Linked DNA regions of Sus scrofa: region 1 is linked to region 2. Evidence: chromatin contacts called from public HiChIP or PLAC-seq data. All regions are on one chromosome and are shown on one strand. Each heading gives the region's core, a stretch centred on a gene start, on an enhancer-like site or on the middle of the called end of the contact. The rest is flanking DNA. Distances are from core to core; before and after follow the strand shown. Region 1 overlaps BTBD9 (BTB domain containing 9). Region 2 overlaps ZFAND3 (AN1-type zinc finger protein 3).

Evidence for each region. HiChIP or PLAC-seq counts read pairs in DNA pulled down with a chosen protein or histone mark.
Region 1: a contact with region 2 is called in an H3K27ac HiChIP or PLAC-seq map of alveolar macrophages. The contact joins two enhancer-like sites. A contact is called at or near these places in 2 of 47 Hi-C or Micro-C datasets (embryonic fibroblasts and fibroblasts) and 1 of 2 datasets of contacts at active chromatin or transcription factors (alveolar macrophages).

Annotation. Positions count from the first base shown.
Region 1 is chr7:34,067,915-34,072,998 of Sscrofa11.1, reverse strand. BTBD9 (BTB domain containing 9) reads left to right here. Exons shown (of 12, transcript NM_001243303.1): 5 at 596-815; 6 at 3,454-3,573. Among named protein-coding and RNA genes, the nearest start is that of BTBD9, 52 kb to the left of the region's middle. Within about 2 kb of position 1,863, at least 5 of the 83 cell types and tissues checked have an H3K27ac peak or open chromatin away from gene starts, as enhancers often do. A contact at or near this core is called in alveolar macrophages, where this site is marked.
Region 2 is chr7:33,575,925-33,581,263 of Sscrofa11.1, reverse strand. All of the region lies in intron 3 of ZFAND3 (AN1-type zinc finger protein 3), which reads right to left. Among named protein-coding and RNA genes, the nearest start is that of ZFAND3, 200 kb to the right of the region's middle. Within about 2 kb of position 2,058, at least 2 of the 83 cell types and tissues checked have an H3K27ac peak or open chromatin away from gene starts, as enhancers often do. A contact at or near this core is called in alveolar macrophages, where this site is marked.

The sequences.
Region 1 (5,084 bases), core at 614-3,113, 490 kb before region 2:
CATTAACCAGCTATGTCACAGTGGGAGTTCCTGTAATGTTAATTTTGAGGTCAGACTGAATTTTTACTTTTAAAATTACTCAAGTGAAGTAAAAATATATCTTCCTTTAAACATATTTTTGTTTTTTAACCAGATTAATTGGTTCAGTACAACCACATATGATGAACAGCTCTGCTGTGTTGGAACCTTCCTATTTCTGTTTTATAAAGAGGTCTGATCCGTCTGCTTTGCTTTTATATTTTGTGCTCTGTTCAGATGGCAGGTGCAGGTCCTTTTACATGTTATTTTTGTCCAATAGATATTTAACTAAAGCTACTAATAGGATGAACTCAGCAGAGGTGATTTGTTTGTCCTCCATGCATGTTTTTTCTGGTATTTACAACTTTTTCTTAGTCCCAGGCACTTTGTGGCTGTGGTGGCATCATTAAATTTCAACTGTAGTGGTATCTTAATCCTCACAGACACTCTGTATCTCCTCTCTCCCATTAAATTAAATGCGCACGGTGGAGTCAACTAGAATTTTATGTTTTTCCCCAAAATATGGAATATTTAATAAGTAACCATTAACCTTGCTTTTTCTATTTTTTAATTGTAGTACCAGAAGAAAACATTGCAACTATGAAGTATGGAGCCCAGGTGGTAAAAGGGGAGCTGAAGTCTGCCTTATTAGATGGTGACACTCAAAATTATGATCTGGATCATGGATTTTCTCGGCACCCAATTGATGATGACTGCCGTTCTGGCATCGAGATTAAGCTAGGTCAGCCGTCCATTATCAATCATATCCGCATCCTGCTGTGGGACCGAGATAGCCGGTGAGTCATTAGCATGACTTGGAGAAAAACAGACGCATTTGAGGTGGCTTCACTTTGTGCTCATCTGCTTTGGTTTTACAGATTTGATGGTTTATATCTTTGTCATTACTTTGCTATTTCCCTTGAAGGTTAGTGTTGGGGAAGAATTAGAGAGTTTATTCCTTAAAAAAATAACATTTTTGCTTATTTCTGCTTATAAAAGTAACAAATATGTGTTTATTGTGGGAAACACAGAAAATATAGAAAAGCACAAAGAAGAAAATATAGAAAAGCACAAAGAAGAAAATAAAAATTACTAGTAATCTCAGTTCCTGTTATCTTTGTATGTATCTAACCAGTATTTTTTGTTATGCAGACACACACACGCCCACCAGAAGCCTGTTAAACCACACAGTTTTTTATAAAAGTTAAATGTATAAAAAGTAACTTCACTTTTTAATTAATACATTGTGAACATTCTACTCTTTTAAAAATACTCCTGTAAAATGTTACTTGTAATGGTTATCTGGTATTCCACCACATGGGTTACCATTATTTACTTGATTCCTCACTTTTGGATGCTATCATAACTTTAAAACCATCTTTTATACTATAAATAAAGAAAACATTGTCTTTTAGTATAGATGAATATCATTATCAAAACAAAAGAAATACGTGAAAAAAAATTTGGTGGGCTTCAGCCTAGGAACCCACCAGTCTCACAGTGGCTTCAAGATCCTGCCTTCCTTTCTGGCCACTCTGATATTTTCACCCACCGTGGTTGCTGCTTTCAGCCGTGACGGTAGAAGAACCAGAGCAGTCGGGTGGCCAAGAACAATCTCCCTCACTGATGCTTATCATTAACCTAAACCGTACATACCCAGACTCTGGTGTACGGTCTCCTAAGCCCTCTTCATGCTTCTTTGAGTCCAGGCGTGAAGGGCTTAATAGTGGTGAGGAGACCCTGTCGATTTTGCTGGTTAGTTCATTTCTCTCGTTAGCACACTGCCATGACCCTGGCCTTTCAGGCCTTATGAGGGAAGCTTTATGAGTCAGCATTTCCCATGTGCGTGGGTGTTGGAGGTTATCTCTGTTTCTTTTTTATAAAGAATATATTTCTGGGAGTTCCTGCTCTGGTGCAGCGGGATTGGTGGTGCCTTTGCAGCACCAAGATGCAGGTTCAGTCCTCAGCCAGGTGCACTGGGTTAAAGGATGGCATTGCCATGGCTGTGGTGTAGGTCACAACGATCCCTGGCCCGGGAGCTCCGTATGCCGCCAACAAAGCAAAGGAAAAAAAAAGTCTATTTCCTGCTATGTATCTTGTCGGATGTAATATGATGTTTAGTTGGCAAAATGGAGCTAATTCACATATTATTTCCAATAGTCTCTGATTAATAATAGTAGGCACTGTTCTAAAAGCTTTACATATATTCACTCATTTAATTAAGAATGAAATTAGTATAAAAATAATAAAAGGAAAGATTAGTACATTTGAAACCGAAGGTAGTTATCATCTCCAGGATGTTAAACATTTATAGGCCACTTTGTTTTAGTATATGTGTTACATTCATGGGGGACTCCCCGTGTGCCAGTTGTTCTTCTTAACAGAAGTTGTTATCATTCTAAGCAAAGGTGAAAAATTCAGAATCTTAAGCCAAAAAGATTCTGACATGTGTTGTAAAATTATGTCCGGCATTGCTGATAACCCAGAGAGGTTCAATAAAAGGTTATAACCAGTTTGAGACTGAGCGATAAAATGAATGGGAGTGAGGGGACCAGCAGAAAATGAGGGGATGACACAAAATAAGCTGACCTTTTCTGGTCACAACTGTTGGTTGCAGGCTGACATTTATGGTCACCTAAATCTTCTGAGATTGTTCCTGTTGATATTACAGTACAAGTAATAACTGCATCTCAAATTTAAATTCGGCTTATGACAGGGGAATATAGATTTGTTCAGTATGGGACCAGCATGTAATGGTCCAGGGTAGCTGACCAGGGGAGGATGATAGGCTGTTTTCATTACTGCCGGATTATTAGCTGCCAAATGTTAAGTTGTACCCCAAAGAAACATGTATTATCTCTTCACCCATGTCGTTTATTTTTCTGCATGCCGCATCCATGTGTGGGATGGTGGGAGGCTGGGAGGGAGCTGGAGACAAGCTGGCCTCTGAGAGGAACCCTTCTGGGTTGGCTTAACTCCTGAGGGAGCAGGGCTGAGCACCCAGGCCAGTGAAGGTAGAGAGAGAAGGCTCACTTCTGTTTTCTATTCTCTGTCTGTCACGGCTTTATTACTCTGCTGATAGGGTACGTGCAAGGCATTCTGGTCCTGTTATGTCTTATATACCTTATGTGTGCCAAGCATCATGCTAGACCCTGGGTATATGCAGGTGAATATTACACCTTCCCTAGTCTTAAGCAGCGTGAGACCTAGTAAGGTAGACAGACACGCAAGGAGAGAATTTCAATACCCAGGGGGTGAAGGCTCTGTTGGGGGGAGCCATGCAGATTTCATCATCATCAGAATATGGTCGTTAGGCAGAAAAATGTAATTTGTGACTAGTGTATGTTTTATACCTTTTAATGTTTTATTAAAATATAGCTTTGTGGTGTTATTTTAATATGGTACTTTTTCTGTCTTTTTCTTTTTGATTCATAGGTCTTACTCATACTTCATTGAGGTGTCAATGGATGAACTCGATTGGATCAGAGTGATCGATCATTCGCAATATCTGTGTCGTTCTTGGCAAAAGTTATATTTTCCAGCCCGTGTCTGCAGGTTAGTTCTCATGGCTTATAAGTGATTTCGATGTTTGTTTGAAGAGATTTGGATGTTGAGAAACAGACCGCGCTTTTCTGTCTCATAGAAGAAAAGTTTTTCAGGATATCAGCTACCAAATACATCCCAACAGAAGAACTTAGGAAAAGTGTAAAAAATCAAGCATCTTAATATTTAGAGTGTACTGTGGAAATGTTTATCCAGAGTGTTTTGTGCTGTATTTATGTAGCATACTTGTAAATGACTAAGAAGGGACGTGGCACACGGAGAAGTGGAAATGCTATTTTTAAACTCCATGCTGTACCTTGAAAGCAAAGTTATTTTCAGGGGGTGCGCTCTTTCCCCAAAAGCCATGAAAGATGTTTCTTGAGGCTTCTCTGGCAGTCCTCAGGGCCAGGAGGAGATTTTTGGATGCCACAGTGCAGGCTCTGAATTTCTGTGTTCTTTTCTAGGTCAGTGGCTGTCAGTGCAGTTTGACAGAGCAGGTGTTTCTAGTGGGGTAGAGTTTGGGGCAAGAGCAGCTGAGGTAGTGGCTCAGGCTCACAGCCTCCTTCAACCAGATCACCTTACCCTCATCATTGTTGTGTATTTCAGGTCCGTGTAAGTTTGTTTTTAAAAAGGTATTGGAAAAAAAAAGTATTGATAAGCTCTTGTTCTAACATTTCATATTCTTTGGGTACAAGCCATCTCTTAAGCTTTCTTTCTGAAATTCTGCAAAATCAATACTAATAATGAATTTGGGAGTTGGGAGAGGTAGTTAAAGGGCCCTTGAAATTCTGTTGTGTTTTTTCTGTTGAGATTTTTCCCTCAGGAATTGACCTCAGATATTCTTTACCTTGCAGTCAAGAGACCAAAGGCAGAAGGTGGTTGGTTTGTTTACTTGGGTTTGGTGAGAAGAGGAGGGAAGGGATATGGTGGGTGTAAGCCTGGGTGCCTGTGGCGCCAGCCTCTCAGCCACCCGCCTCCACTCCCTTACTGTGACCTGACTGACACCCCAGGTGCCTGAGTTGGAGCAGATGGGGCGGCCCCACAGCACTTAGTCTCTTGGTCAGACGACCCCTTGTACTTATTAAACGCATGATCTGAACTCTTATTTCCACCACAGGAACTCCACAAAACCTTTCAGCCTCTGGTAAAGAATGTTGCCTACCTTTTTTTTTTTTTTTATTATGGGGTTGACCAGATGTAACATTGCTACCCAGGGATCCTCTTGTGTGGAAATGAAGAAAATCAATTTCATTTCCCCAAAGAGGGACAAGAGTGTCTCAGGTCTGGCAGTTGCTCTTTTGTCAGAGGAGTTTTGAATGGATTAAAATGAGAGGGACAAGAAATTGAGTGAAGATTCTGTGTCTCAGAACTGCCTGGAGGCTACTTGGGAGAGTGACAGAGGGGCCCAGAGTGGAGGAGGAGATTGAGTCTGCATTGACTCACATTATTACAATTGTACGGGATTAAAAAATCAGTAGCAGTTACAAATATTGTGTCTCATGAGGACTGAAGGACTGGGTGTT
Region 2 (5,339 bases), core at 809-3,308:
TCTCTGGCTTAAAACACAGAAAGTTAACTGAATAAAATTCAAAAGATACAGAAAGTATAATTATGAAAATAAAACCACCAATAATCATACTACCCAGAGATAACCAATGTTGACATTTCAAGTAACTCCTTACTAAAAAGTTTTTCATCAATCCAGATGTTTTACTCTGCAGAACAGAAAGGAATTCTACAGAGACAAGTCCCTCAGCCGGGTCCTTTCTAAAGCACACTAGAAAAGGATCAGTTAAATTGCAGTATGGCCACGGCAGCCACTAGAGGGTGGCCAAGTCTGATGTATCCCTCACCCTCCCCTACTTTCCCAAAGGCCCTTAATTGACATTCAAGTTAAGATTCCTGGACCCTATCACATCATTACATAAAGATTAAAAAGTGGTTTCAAACAGAAAGGAGAGGCTCCCTCAGGGCAATGAAATGTTAACAGGATATCAAATTTGGCTGCTCAGATATTTTACCCAATAGTTCCCCTACTTCTTGGCAACAAGATACAATTTCTCCAATATGGAGGAGAATATCTACATTACAGAGCAGGCAGCAGCAGTCCACCACTGCCTCCACCTCACCACCATTTAAAAGATAATGAAGCGGAGTTCCCACCATGGTGCAATGGAAACAAATCTGACTAGGAACCATGAGGTTGCGGGTTCAATCCCTGGCCTTGCTCAGTGGGTTAAGGATTGGCATTGCTGTGAGCTGTGGTGTTGGTCAAAGATGCGGCTTGGATCCTGTGCTGCTGTCGTAGGCCAGTGGCTACAGCTCTGATTAGACCCCTAGCCTGGGAACCTCCATGTGCCACAGACGCAGCCCTAGAAAAGGCAAAAAGACAAAAAATAAAATATAAAAAATAAATATTAATATATATATACTGAATATATATGAATATATACTGAATACACACACACATATATATATATACACATATATACTCTGAAGCTTAGCAGGCTGAAAATCTCAATTCTTGTACAGAATATGCCTCAACATGCTATATATATCCCAACTATCAAATGTCAAAACCTGAGTATATCCTTCTCTTTTCTATATTTTCGTATTACCAATTCACCAAAAAAAGAATGACTTATGAAATACAATTATGTATCTGTTAGTTAACTGAGAAAAGGGTAAGGGTTAAAAATCACTTTGAAGATTTATATAAGGTTTTATTTCCCCAGAATCCTAACTGATAAGGTATAATCACAAAGAATTACAGTATTTGATCATATTTTAAGTATCTAAAAGATTTCTAGACAGTTAGAAAACCAATTAAAATATAAAATAACTGTGCTTCTAATTGTGGAGAATCAAATTATATTCTGAGAATATAAAGATTACAAAGCAAAATGGTAATAAAATCTAAAAAAAAAAAAGACACAGCAACACAAAATTACTTCCCATTTGGTGCTTTTAACATAGTGTCACAAAGTACATATCCACATCCATTAAAAAACAAACTTTAAGGAAACACAAATTAAAACCATAATATTTATTACCACACACTCACCGGAATGGCTAAAATTTGAAAAGAATGACAATACCAAGTGTTGACAAAGATGCGGAACAGCTGGAACTGTCTTATGATACTAATGGGAATATAGAATATACAGTGGTATAGCCACTTTGGAAGACCGTTTAGCAATTTCTTATATAGTGAAGCATACACTTGCTATACTCTATCAAACATACAACTCTTGCGTATTTACGCAAAATATATATATGAATATGTCGATATAAAAACCTATATTCAAATGCTCATAGCGGCTTAACACAAAATAGTCCAAAACTGAAAGCAACACACGTGTCAACTCAACAAATTGTGGTAAACCCGTACAACGAAAAGGAACAAACTACTGGAACATGCAACAACATAAAGGAGTCCCAACGATATTATGCTAAGTGAAAGAAGCCAGACATGAAGGACTAAATACTGTATACTTATAGTGATATGAATTTTTAGAAAAAGCAAAATGGTAATGACAGCAGATCAGTGGCTGCAGGAACCAGAGATGAAGGAGTAGGATGACTAACTAACCAAGAGGTATGAGGAAACTTCTGGGGTGATAGAAATGCAGTATGTATCATGATCATGCTGTTGATTACACGACTATATACATATGCCCAAACTTACCAAATTACACTCTTAAATGTCATTGACTTTTATTTTAAATAAATTTTATCTCAAAAAAAGCCAATTTAAAATTTCATTAAAAATAGGAGTTCCCACTGTTGGTGCAATGGACTAAGAATCCAATTGCAGCAGCTTGAGTCACTGCAGAGGAGCAGGTTGGATTAAAGGATCTGGGATTGCTGCAGCTGTGGTGAAGGTTGCAGCTGCAGCTCAGATTCAAACTCTGGCCCAGAAATGTCCATATGGTAGGTCCATTAAATAAAACAAAAACAAAAACGAAATAAACTGATTCTAACAATAACAGGTAAAGACAGAAAATTAATCAGAAGAATAAAAATAAATGCTCAAGGAGTTCCCATCAGGACTCAGTGGTTAACGAATCTGACTAGGAACCATGAGGTCGTGGATTCGATCCCTGGCCTTGCTCAATGAGTTAAGGATCCAGCATTGCCATGAGCTGTGGTGTAGGTCACAGACATGGCTCGGATCCTATGTTGCTGTGGCTCTGGCGTCGGCTGGCAGCTACAGCTCCAACTTGACCCCTACCCTGGGAACCTGCATATGCCACGGGAGAGGCCCTAGGAAAAGCAAAAAGATAATAAATAAATTTTAAAAATAAATAAATAAATAAATGCTAAAATTAAGATATACATAGAAATAATTTTTCTCCCTTGGATCTTTAACAGTCCATAACAAATGTCTACAAGTCCCTACATGTAAAGATCTACAAATGTAAAACATGCAGTGTACAGGTGGTAATTACTTTACTAGTCACAACATGGAGGAGCATTCAGTCACTGCTGCTCACCACGCTAATTCTGGAAGATGTCCTTTTATCACTGCTCTCACATTGTCATAGCTACTAGCTAGCCATGGAACCCTTAGTAACAAGCCCAGCTTTCCCCCAAACTGTGTCTTAATCCTAAATAAAATACAAAAGAGGTGATCCATTCATTCCACATCCAGGGCCTGTCCTAATTACATGGCAGAGCAGCTCAGCATCGGAAGCACCAAAATGATTATCTCTGATATCCTTATCACAGTGTCTAAAACCTCTACCACTAGAGTCACTCTTTTGAGTTATTAACGGTATTCGAGAGCCAGCAACTATTATACAAAATATGTGGTTAAGGATGATCAAATCAATATACTTTATGAGTACAGAATTTCTTTTGGAGATGAAAATATTCTAAAATTATATTGTGGTGATGGCGGCACAACTCTTGTGAATATACTAAAAACTACTGAATTGTAAACTTTAAATGCATGAATTTTATGGAATGTGAATTATATCTCAATAAAGCAGTTTTTTAAAAAATCAACACAGTTTATCATGTTAGTTTAGAACTCTGGAACACTGAAACCAGAAAAACTTTAATGCAGCATAAAAGGAATGGGTTGATGACTGGGAAAAAGACAGGTGTCAGAGGGAGCCTCAGCATCACTGGGAAAAGAATATGGAGGGGCAGAAAGGAGAGCATGAGCACTGGCTCAGGGCTGGGATTGTGAGCCTCAGAAAGGATGGCTAAAGGCACTCCAGGGCTGGTCCTAAACATCTATCATCCTTCAAATAAATTTTTTGCTTTTCTACAAACTATTACTAACCATAATGTTGGGGGTTTTTTCCTCCCCTTTCCAAATTCATGATCATCAAGTTTTTTTTTCCAATCATCTACTAACGTATTTTGGCTAATTTACCTATTCATTTATAAGACTGTCCTACACTATACAAAATTAGATGAATAACCACAGATTATTGATACCTTAAATAACACATTTCCTACTTTCCTATTTTTATGGAAGAGGAAATTAATACACAGAAAAAGTGACTTGCTGAAGTTATCAAGCTAATTCTAATGCAGTGTTGATTTCATCTACCAGCATGTATCACCTATCTTAGAAATTCACAAAGGGGAGTTCCCGTCGTGGCGCAGTGGTTAACGAATCCGACTAGGAACCATGAGGTTGCGGGTTCAGTCCCTGCCCTTGCTCAGTGGGTTAACGATCCGGCGTTGCCGTGAGCTGTGGTGTAGGTTGCAGACGCAGCTCGGATCCCGCGTTGCTGTGGCTCTGGCGTAGGCTGGGGGCTACAGCTCCGATTGGACCCCTAGCCTGGGAACTCCATATGCCGCAGGAGCGGCCCAAGAAATAGCAACAACAACAACAACAACAAAAAGACAAAAAGAAATTCACAAAGGGTGTAATTATTTCTTAAAATCATGTATGCATGTATAAAATTCCTGAAAATGTTTTTCTAACCTATCACATATGAACTATAAAACAGTCAAATATGATCATAGATACACCCAATATACCAATGCTGTCACTCTCACTCAATTCAACTGATGAAAGAAGCCTCCACTATCAAGTTGCAGATTTAACCATCGAGGAGCAATAAATTCTAAGTTCATATTCTTTTCAGGGTTCTGAGGCAATCACAAACTATTAGATATGTAAAGCATAGCCCTATGGGAATATCTATCTTCAAATGTGACCTTGCATTTAAGCATTCTCCAGCTATATTTAATATTCTGCATACAAAGTATTTAGAGAAACGTTTAGCTAAATTAACAAACTAAAACAGGAAAGTTAGAGCTTTTCACAATCTGTCATTACTACATTCCCATTGAAGCTTTAACAAAGGCATGAAAAGACTAACAGCTGCAGATGAAAGTAAAAGGCATACCACTGAACCTGAATTAATCTAATCAAAATGATGCCATCATATATGAACCTTCAAAATACCATACTGAGGCTTTAGACTCCAAGGCAGACCATATTCTTCTGATGAGTTATCTGACAGAAATGAAATAAACATTGTTTCCCCCACAATACCCTCCCCCTAAATAGTCTGATTTCATCAGGACCAAAACAAGTAAGATATAAACTTTAAATTTCAGAGAAGATAGTAACTGTAACCTATTGTTATTCTGGTGACTAAATACAGTTTGTAACTTAAAAGGTAGTGGTCACTACCAATCATAGCATCTGCCCCCTTAAAATGTGTCCATATCTAAGCAAAGCGAAGTCTCTATGTTAGTATGTGGATACAGTTGGAAAGAGGAGACAATCTGGCCCAGAAATATCTCAGGGAACCCCCTTCAAAAGAGGCTAAACCAAACTCATTTCCAAAACAAAACCTGGATGGTGGCTACATTTTATAGATTATGGCAGGGCCCTATTAAGAGTTCAGAATATAG